Regions from separate parts of the Mus musculus genome. Here region 2 is linked to region 1. Evidence: chromatin contacts called from public Hi-C data. All regions are on one chromosome and are shown on one strand. The core of a region is the stretch at or near the end of the contact, and the rest is flanking DNA. Distances in the headings are between cores, read along the strand shown.

The links. Hi-C and Micro-C count contacts between places; a contact is called where the count stands out from the background.
Region 2: a Hi-C map of liver shows a contact between it and region 1, with 1.7 times the contacts expected there. The contact joins the enhancer-like site here to the promoter of Ptk2b in region 1. A contact is called at or near these places in 1 of 39 promoter capture datasets (hippocampal neurons), 7 of 484 Hi-C or Micro-C datasets (the Ba/F3 cell line, the G1E-ER4 cell line, adipose-derived mesenchymal stem cells and 4 more) and 1 of 115 datasets of contacts at active chromatin or transcription factors (pancreatic cancer cells).

Annotation. Positions count from the first base shown.
Region 1 is chr14:66,278,907-66,283,414 of GRCm38.p6, forward strand. It overlaps Ptk2b (PTK2 protein tyrosine kinase 2 beta), which reads right to left and starts at 2,146. Exons shown (of 31, transcript NM_001162366.2): 1 at 1,977-2,146.
Region 2 is chr14:65,853,291-65,857,866 of GRCm38.p6, forward strand. Ccdc25 (coiled-coil domain containing 25) reads left to right here. Exons shown (of 9, transcript NM_145944.5): 5 at 812-887; 6 at 3,134-3,237; 7 at 3,404-3,606. Among named protein-coding and RNA genes, the nearest start is that of Ccdc25, 18 kb to the left of the region's middle. Within about 2 kb of position 2,236, at least 36 of the 459 cell types and tissues checked have an H3K27ac peak or open chromatin away from gene starts, as enhancers often do. A contact at or near this core is called in the G1E-ER4 cell line, liver and pancreatic cancer cells, where this site is marked.

The sequences.
Region 1 (4,508 bases), core at 896-3,395:
TCAGCCTCCGCGTCCCAGACAGACTCAGGACATCCAGTAAAGCTTCAGATAAACTGTGAGTAACGCCGGAGTATTAGGTATATCCCAAATACTGCATGAGACATACTTAACGCTGAGAACCAAGTCTTCAACACATTTGTACATTTAAAATTCAAATCTGAATGCCCCATGTTTTCATTTGCTAAATCTGGCACCTCCATCCCGGAGTGGAGGCACCCTGGGAAGTTTCAAGCAGCCTGAGGTTCCAAGCTTTGCTCCTAGAGGAGTTGCCATGGCAGCCTGAGCACGCCTTCCTAGGCTGGGGAGCATCCTCTATTTAAGGTTGCAGCTCCTCCTGGCCCCTGAACTCTAGGCTCCTAACAAGATGGGCTTCTTGGCTACTTTCGGTTTCCCCGGTATCTCTTGCCGCTCTTAGCCCTTGGATTTGTACTTCTCAGGCTCTGACCTGCTTTCTTCTCCTCGGTTAGTTAATCCCTATTGATCTTCAGTTCTCTTAGTTGCTTCTGCCACAGATTCAGGACCTGTCCCTGCCCAGCCCTGCCCACCCTCTGGCACTGTAATTGGTGGAACTTCATTTCTTCTCACGACAGTCCCGCCCATCCTAGCTCCGCCCTAGCTGGGCAGCTGGAGCTACAGGCTCCTCCGTCTCCCCTCACCTGACAGGAGTACCTGGGTTCAGGAAGGATGCTAGTAAGTGAAAGAAAGAAGGCAGACTGTCCTGCCAAAGTTAGGTCTTTCTTATGAATGTGACTTCTTCCTTCCTTCCTAGGGTCGTGAGTCACTTTTCCCCCACCCCCTGCTCTGCATTTCTTGCGCCCCCGCCCCCACCCGGTAGCTACTGTGAACCGCAAGAGTTTGTTGACCTGAGCACACTGCGGCTGCCTGGTACCCCTACCCTTTCCAAACCATGCATTGTCTCAGCGGGCTCCAGACTGGTACAAGATCTGCTAAGGTTCTTCTCCCTCCTGCTTTCCAATTCTCCCGGGCTAATGCCCCCCCCCCACACACACACACCCAACCCTCAGGTCCCAGCTTGGTTTCTTCAAGGAGCACAGCGGAATCGGAATCTTGCTTCCAGTATAGGGGTGATGGGAGATATTGGTGTCATCTGGCTGAGGGTGAGGGCAGGTGGCAGGACTTGGTGGGCCTCAGAACGTCACCCATATGCTCGCTGTTCACCCACCCAAAGCTTTGCCCACGCACAGCCTGGCAGCAGGAACAGCAGCCCAGAACTTAACCCTCAAGGGGCATGGGGAAAGCAGCTTCAAAATGAGCCAGTGCGGCTGGTGTGAACTTTGGAACTTCAGCACGAACACACACGCACACACACACACACACACACACACACACACACACACACACTACACACACTACACACACTATGGTATGGTTCCTCTTGGAGAACCCCGTTTGTCTTAAAGCTCCAGCTTCAGGGAAAAAAAACAACAAACAAACAAAAACAAAACGTCCCAGAGGCTGGGGATAGGGGTGGTGCAGGGGTGGGAAGATAGGCCACATGGGTGCCGAAGGGCACTGTGGAGAAGAGCGCGCCGTGCCTGGGCAGAGGTCTGAGCTAGAGCTGAAGTTGGGTTCTGAAGCCCTCGGTTGGGTTCGGAGTTCCCAAATCCAACCTTTAGAGACAAGCATTGTTGCTGAGCCGATTTCAATCGTGCCCCTAGTCGCCCCTCTCTGAATAAGATAACAGGACAAAAAGGGAGAAACACCCTTTAGTCTTAAAAAGAACTCCAAAAATAGATGCCTTCTCTAGCGCCCTCCCTAACCCCCTAGCTCAGGGCGGCAAGCTCAGGGAAAGCACCTGCTCCGCGCCTCCGACTTTCTGGGTCCTTGGCTACCTTTCCAGGAATTCTCAAGCTTCCCGAAGGACTGGAACTGTAGACCCTCTCCAGCTTTCCACTTAAGTCGAGCGATCGAAGTGTCCCTGACCCCGGCGCTGGGTAGGAACACGCAGGACTTACCCTCGGGCGAGGCGCGGACTCGGGCCAGGGCTCCGGGCTGGGCCAGGTGAGCGCAGCCGCCGCAGGTAGGACGCGCGGCTCTGCCTGCAGAGGCTGAGTAAGAGGCTGACAGGTTGTTTTTCCCCCTCCTCCTCTCGGTCGTTAACCACACCCCTGCTGCTCTCCTCTCCACTTCCTTAAAGGGTGGGGTGTGCTGTCTGTGTGTGCAGGCTCCAACCTCTTACCATAAACTCTGAAATAGATGCCGCCTGCAATTCCTGGAGCTGCCCGGCTGACCCGGGGGCCAGAGCCCATTGCCTTAGGGCCCCAATTGGGGTCCTCAGGTGCTCCGGACCTCTTGCAGTTGGTTGACCTCCAACTCCTACCACACCTGGCTTCTTCCAGGCACCCTTCTCTGCAGCCTTTAGTCACCAGACCTGACCCATGTTCTCAGCAGTGGCCCCCATGGCTCCACACCTTGAAATGGCCCTCACCCTAGGTCAGATAAATATTAGGGATGCCCGATATGACTGGTACAGGATTGGAAACACCTAGGACTGGGTTTCTGAGCCCAGACCCTGGAGGACCAGAACACAGTCCCAAAACAGTCGGGGAAGGGGTTGGGAATGTAGCTCAGACGGTAGAATGTGTGTCTAGCCTGGATTCCATTCCCAGAACCAAAGGCATAATACTGAGTGTAGGTGGTGGATATCTGTAATTCCAACGCTCTGGAGGTCTATCCTTGGCTATGAGGTGAGTTCAAGATGAGGCTAGGCTGAAAGAGATCATGTCTCAAAAACAAAACAAAACAAAACAAAACAAACAAACAAACAAACAAACAAAAAAACCCCAAACCCCAAAACCCAACCCCAACCCAGCATTAATAACAACAAAACCAGAAAAGACTAGAGAAGCCTTACAATGATTTTCTTCTGTGGCCCTCTCCCTGCATCAGTTTGTATCCGTGACCCTCCGAAGAGGCTGGCCATCTCTTTACTGCATCAGTAAGGCAGTGGTACTTGAGGCAGATCTAAAGTACTAAGTTGCGACATCATTTACTTCTCTAGCCCGAGAAAGATTCTGACTTTCTCCTAAGTGGAGGTCAGTGAGCTGGACTTAGCAGGAGACCCTGCCCCAGACATCTTTATCCTGTGCCCTTTGGGGTTTGGGGTTTAGTCACAGTTCTGTCTCTGATAGTAGCAGTCCTGAGACTGCAACATCAAGCTGCCCAACTCCCTGTGAAAGCCACAGTTTTCATGATGACACTTCTTCACCCTACCCCACCTCCAAGTTCAACAGACCTGCTGCCCCAGGAGACCATCAGAAGCTACCAACACTCATCTTTCAGAGTGGTGGTGATGGCTTCTCAAGAGAAAGCAGACTTAATTAATTAAGAACTCAGGAGGCAGAGGCAAGTAGAATTCTGAGTTCAAGACCAGCATGATCTACTGAGTGAGTTACGGGACAGCCAGGCTACAGAGAAAAACCCTGTCCCGAAAAACCAATAGCAATAATCATAAAATCAATTAAAGCTATAAAGTTCATATGTCTTAAGATGTAACAAAATGTAGATTTTAGCTGTATCCTCCATGTCTACTAAAAACCCTATCTAAAGCTAGCGTCACCCACCCTCAAATGCCTCAACACCACAATATACCCTGCCATCTGCTGGGCCAGCAGGACCCTCTCTACCATCCTGAAGGGCCCCATTTATCAACTATCTGCACTCAAAGACAAGTGGAGGGGTAGAGTTGGGGGAGCAGTGAAGACTGTGAACAGCGTATGGGGTACATGACCACAGGACAAAAAAAACTACCAGAGGGTGTGAGCAGTGGGGTGGCGTAAGGTGTTGGCAGGGGGTGGCTTTCTGAATCCTTGCACTTGGGAAAGAGTGGGTAAAGCGTCTTGTGGTGTAAAGCGAGATCTACCTGAGGGAATGGCAGCTGGCTGACTGTTGAAGACTAGCTGGGTTTGTGTGTGCTGCCCTCATGTGGGCACACATATGAACTACAGCCATATCTCTGCTCTAGTAAGGTCTTCTGTTCTGTGTGCACACACGTTGTATTCTTTACCTGGCATATTATTTCCTTCAAACTTCTCTGAGCACTTTTTTTGGTCACTTCTTAAAAAAACGAGCATATTTCATTATAACAGGTACTCTGCTGCTAACTCACTACCCAGTGTCTTGCCTGTTGGGCTGGTGTTCACTCTCCTCCAGGGTTCTCACCCCTCCTACGCTGCCACCCTTTAGTACAGTTCCTCGTGTTGTGGTGACCCCCCCCCCCCCGCCCCGACCATAAAATAACCTTTGTTGCTATTTCATAGCTGTAATTTTGCTTCTGTTAAGAATCACAATGCACATATCTGTGTTTTCTGTTGATCTTAGGTGACCCTTGTGAAAGGGCCATTTGAGTCTCAAAGAGGGTCACAACCCACAGGTTGAGAACTGCTGCCCTAGACAGTCTCACTATTTCCTCTGGCTAAATAGGAAGAATAAGCAGCCAGCACCACCAAGGTCAATTTATATAATTATTAAAATCTATATTCTGCATA
Region 2 (4,576 bases), core at 986-3,485, 430 kb before region 1:
CTCCTGTGTAGAAGGGACCAACTCTTCCTTTATTGAGTCATTGTGAAGGTTAGGACCTGGCACATGCTGAAGCTTTGCAGAGTGGCATCTGGCAGGCACTGTGTGCCTTCATTGTGGTTTGAATCCAACACGAAGCGTGACGATGCAGACTCTCCGGCAGTGTTCACTGCTACACGGCCATTTTGGATAGAAAAGCCATGACATTTGGGAGTGTTTTTGGCTCACTGGTGTAAAGTGACTCAAAGCAAACCTGAGTTCCTAGGCTCACTTGTGTGAGCTCGCCCATCCATTGCTGCTTTGCTGCAGCCTCCACTGGCTACTTTATCTTCCCATGGGAGCAGCACAACAGATGAAGAACACAAGAACTTCACCCGGATTTTGGCTGGGAGGTAGACGGCTGGGGAGATATTTGGGATTCAGAGCTCCAGGCCATTATCTGTTTCAAAGGAAGGTTACAGGGACCTCAGCCAGGAAGGTGTCTAGATCTCAGAATGGACACCGTGCCCCCCCCCCCCAAGCTTTCCGGAAATGAATGAGGATGGCAGAAACCACTGAGACACAACTGCAGTTAATATCTTCAACATGGTTTTTAAAATGTGTTGAGTATAGTTTTCTGCTAATGCCTTCTCCTAGTTCAGGTACCATTCTGTGGTGGGTAAATGTCCCTCATCTTTCAGTGCTCTGCAGTCCACCCGGAGAGCCCCTGCTTGTCTGTAAGCCCGTGTCCAGCCGGTAAGGCAGCACATGCCTTGCGAGTGCTCCAGTGGCCATCAGTAACCAAGAGGATTATTTGGTTTATTTTGTGTTGCAGGGAGAGAAGATAGAAGACATTCCAAAGGAGGTTTTGATGGACTGTGCCCACCTTGTGAAGGCCAATAGCATTCAAGGTCAGTTGGCCTAGCATTCCCTTTTTCTATGTTTGGATCATAGTCCATTTTAGTGAGCATGAGTCTGGGGAGAGCAGGAGGAGGAGGAGGCTTGTCAGAGAACTAGATGCTCATATCCCACACCTCTTAGTTTTACTGTCCTTTCTGTCTTGACACTTGACTTTCCCTTTCCTTGAGTAGGAAGTCATCCAGCTCTGCCTAAGACTTTTGGCAACATGGCAGTGTTGATAGCTAAGGAGATGTGTCTGCTGCCATCAGCTGTCAACAGACTGTAAAACTAGAGGGGTTTGGTTCAGTGTTTTGTTGGTTTTTTGTTTTAAATATATTTATATGTGTATGTGTTTTATTTGCATGTATGTCTCTGTGCTATGTGTATGTCTGATGCACTTTGAACCCAGAAGAAGTTGTCAGATTCCCTGGAACTGGGGTTACAGACAATTGTGAGCTACAATGTGGTTGTTAGGAAATTGAACCCAGATCCTCTAGAAGAGCATCCAGTGTTATTAACTGCTGAGCCATCTCCCCAGCCCCTTGTTTGGATATTTTGAACTGGAATCTTGATATGTAGCCCGGGCTAGCATGGAACTCACTGTGTGGCCCAGGCTGGCAACTCACAATTCTCCTATTTCAGCTTCCTGGGTCCTGGAAGTATAGGTATGTTTAACTATTTCAGGTTTAGAGCCAGAGTCTTTGTTTTTTTTTTTTTTTTTTTTTTTTTTGGTTTTTCGAGACGGGGTTTCTCTGTATAGCCCTGGCTGTCCTGGAGCTTACTTTGTAGACCAGGCTGGTTTCGAACTCAGAAATCCGCCTGCCTCTGCCTCCCGAGTGCTGGGATTAAAGGCGTGCGTCACCACGCCCGGCTTAGAGCCAGAGTCTTTAAATCACGCTTTTTCTTTTCTCCTTCTCTCCCATGCTTTTCCTTCATTTAATTTGTGAAGGTTTTGAGTCATTTGACTCTTGTCCTCCTTCCCCACTGACCTGGGTGGTCTGGGAGTGTCCTTATCTTTCAGGAGCTCTCAGTGAGTCCAGTGTGCAGTGTGAATTGGAAACAATCACCTTATGTGTTTTAGGCAGTAGCTAAAAATACTGGGCTTGGTGCCTGTGTAATTCTAGATAAGATTAAATCTAATGGAAAGGTCTAGAAGGATGGTTATGAGGATGGGGGTAGAGGTTATGAGGGTTGAGAGAGGTGTGGGTTTAAATGATTGAGCTAATAAGTTTCTAGGGGTAGGATGTAGACCTAGATAGAAAGAGAGAACTGGTTTTAAATGAAGTTGGAAGAGGCCCCAGAGCACACAGCTGATAACAGGCACTGGAGTTAATGATTACACAAGGAGAGCGAGCTTGGCAGCCTTCCTTCATGTAGACTGGTATCTTCAGTCTCAGCCCAGGCAGCCCTAGTTACAGACCCGGTGGGCAGACTACGAAGCTTAAAGTTTACCTTTAGGAGCCACCAGTTTCCAGCTCCATAGTCAGCAGGTGGTTCTGAGGGAGGACGCTTTATTTTATGAGTAGAGTAAAATCTCAGATCTTCAGTTACTGAAGTAAAAAATGAAATAAGCAAACTGTTTATTCTGTGTTCCAGCCGCTTCCACAGCCTTGTTCTTTTCCATGCCCCTGGCTTGCAGAAGACCCTTGGCTTAAAGAGCTGTAGACTCTTTATTCTTGGCTTGGTTTCTTCTTAATGTCCTTAGAGTGTATGGGTTCTAGAGAAAACAGAGGGGAAGAGTTGTGACACGGGATTATTCCCTTCTTTCCTCAGCCTTCTGCAGTGACCTGTCACACAGCAGAGAAGGAGCTAGGCCTCAGGTTCCACTCTTACTCAGTACCAGAGGACAGTGCTGAGGACCGAAGAGAATTGTGAGCTTGCAGAGGACACCCCACTGGCAGCTCTGTAGTTACCAAGTTCTCTCTGCTCAGTACCAGAGGACAGGGATTGAATTTGCTGGGTTCTGCTAAATCGGCTCATTTCGGTTCAGACTCAGAGGTTTTATTTAGGGGAAAAGGCTCCACTGACAACCAAACAAGCCTTCGTAAACATGTTGCTTTCCTCAGCGTCAGGAGCCAGGGCCCTTGCTTTTTCTACTCTAATACTTTGGCATAATGGTCAACTTCCCACTGACCTTTCATACTTTGGGACATTGGAAGTGAGCTCTTAAGCCTCGTCTGGGGTGGATGAGGTTTTGCTGTGGTGAGGGCTACACCACTCATGTTTCCTGCCTGCTGAAGACAGTCTCTCTTGGCAGGCTGCAAGATGAACAACGTTAATGTGGTTTACACGCCATGGTCTAACCTGAAGAAAACAGCTGACATGGATGTGGGGCAGATAGGCTTTCACAGGCAGAAGGATGTAAGTGTTCATATACTGTGGGAGGCAGGGCCTGACCCTAAGCTGAGTGTCCTGTGTGTCCTATGGGTGTTAAACTGGGTGGCTAAAGCCCTGGAAAGCCAAAGCCTTGCCCTCTTAGGTGAGAAAAATAATTAAGGCTAAGTACTTTCCTTTATTTCCCTCAAAGGTAAAGATTGTGACGGTAGAGAAGAAAGTGAATGAAATCTTGAACCGATTAGAAAAGACCAAACTGGAGAAGTTTCCAGACCTTGCAGCAGAGAAGGAAGGCAGAGACCGTGAAGAGAGGAATGAGAAGAAAGCCCAGATTCAGGAGATGAAAAGGAAAGAGAAAGAAGAAATGAAGAAGAAAAGGGAAATGGATGAACTTAGGTACGCTGGGGAGGAGGCCTTGCTGTTCACCTGGGTGCTCCCCACAGGTTCTGAAGATAATGCCCCAGTGGCTGGAGGCCACATACAAGTTAAGAGTATTGACTGAGTTGTTAAAGGTGGTTGTGATGATGTGGTGAATCCCCGTGTTACAGAGGTGTTGGGTGTCAGTGAGCAAAATGAAAGGTTTTACCTCACCGTAAGCACCATGGGCTGTCCTCAGATGCCAGCTTGTTCTTTTTTTTTTTTTTTTGGATTTTTCAAGACAGGGTTTCCCTGTGTAGCCCTGGCTGTCCTGGAACTCACTTTGTAGACCAGGATGGCCTTGAACTCAGAAATCCACCTGTCTCTGCCCCCCAAGTGCTGCCAGCTTGTTCTTGGGGAAAGAAGAGGTGTAGGAGTGTGTAGTCTGAGCAGCTGGGCTGCTGTTACCATGATGTGCAGCCGGGCACTCAGCTGCTTTCAAACCACTGTGCAGTCAGGTACTCACAGCTGCTTTCACGTGCTTTTTCTGCTTTTCGGAAGTTGAATGTGTTAATGTGACGAGACCTGCTTCAGTAGCCTACAGTTTTAATTAGCAGGTAAATTATATTTTGGCTCTTGACATCTTAGTGATGGTGGCCATGAGAATGCTGACTGTATCAGTTTTCTGTTGCTTCTAGAACAAATGGTCCCAAATTTAACTCCTCAAATCAACATTCAGACCTGCAAGAAGTCCTGACTAATCAAAACAAACGAGAAGTCAGCAGGGCAGTTCTTTTCTGGAGGCTCTAGAGGCGACTCTGGTTTCTAGAGACTGCCCACATTCTTCGGCTTGTTGCTTTCTCTGCTTTTAAAGAGCCATATGACTAGATCAGACACACTTGCACCATCCTGTCATCTCCCTGTCATAGAGAACTGTCACATGTGCAAAGTGTGTGTCCACAGAAGACAACATGTCTGTTGCTTCTAGAGATTTGGATGAGAAAGTCCT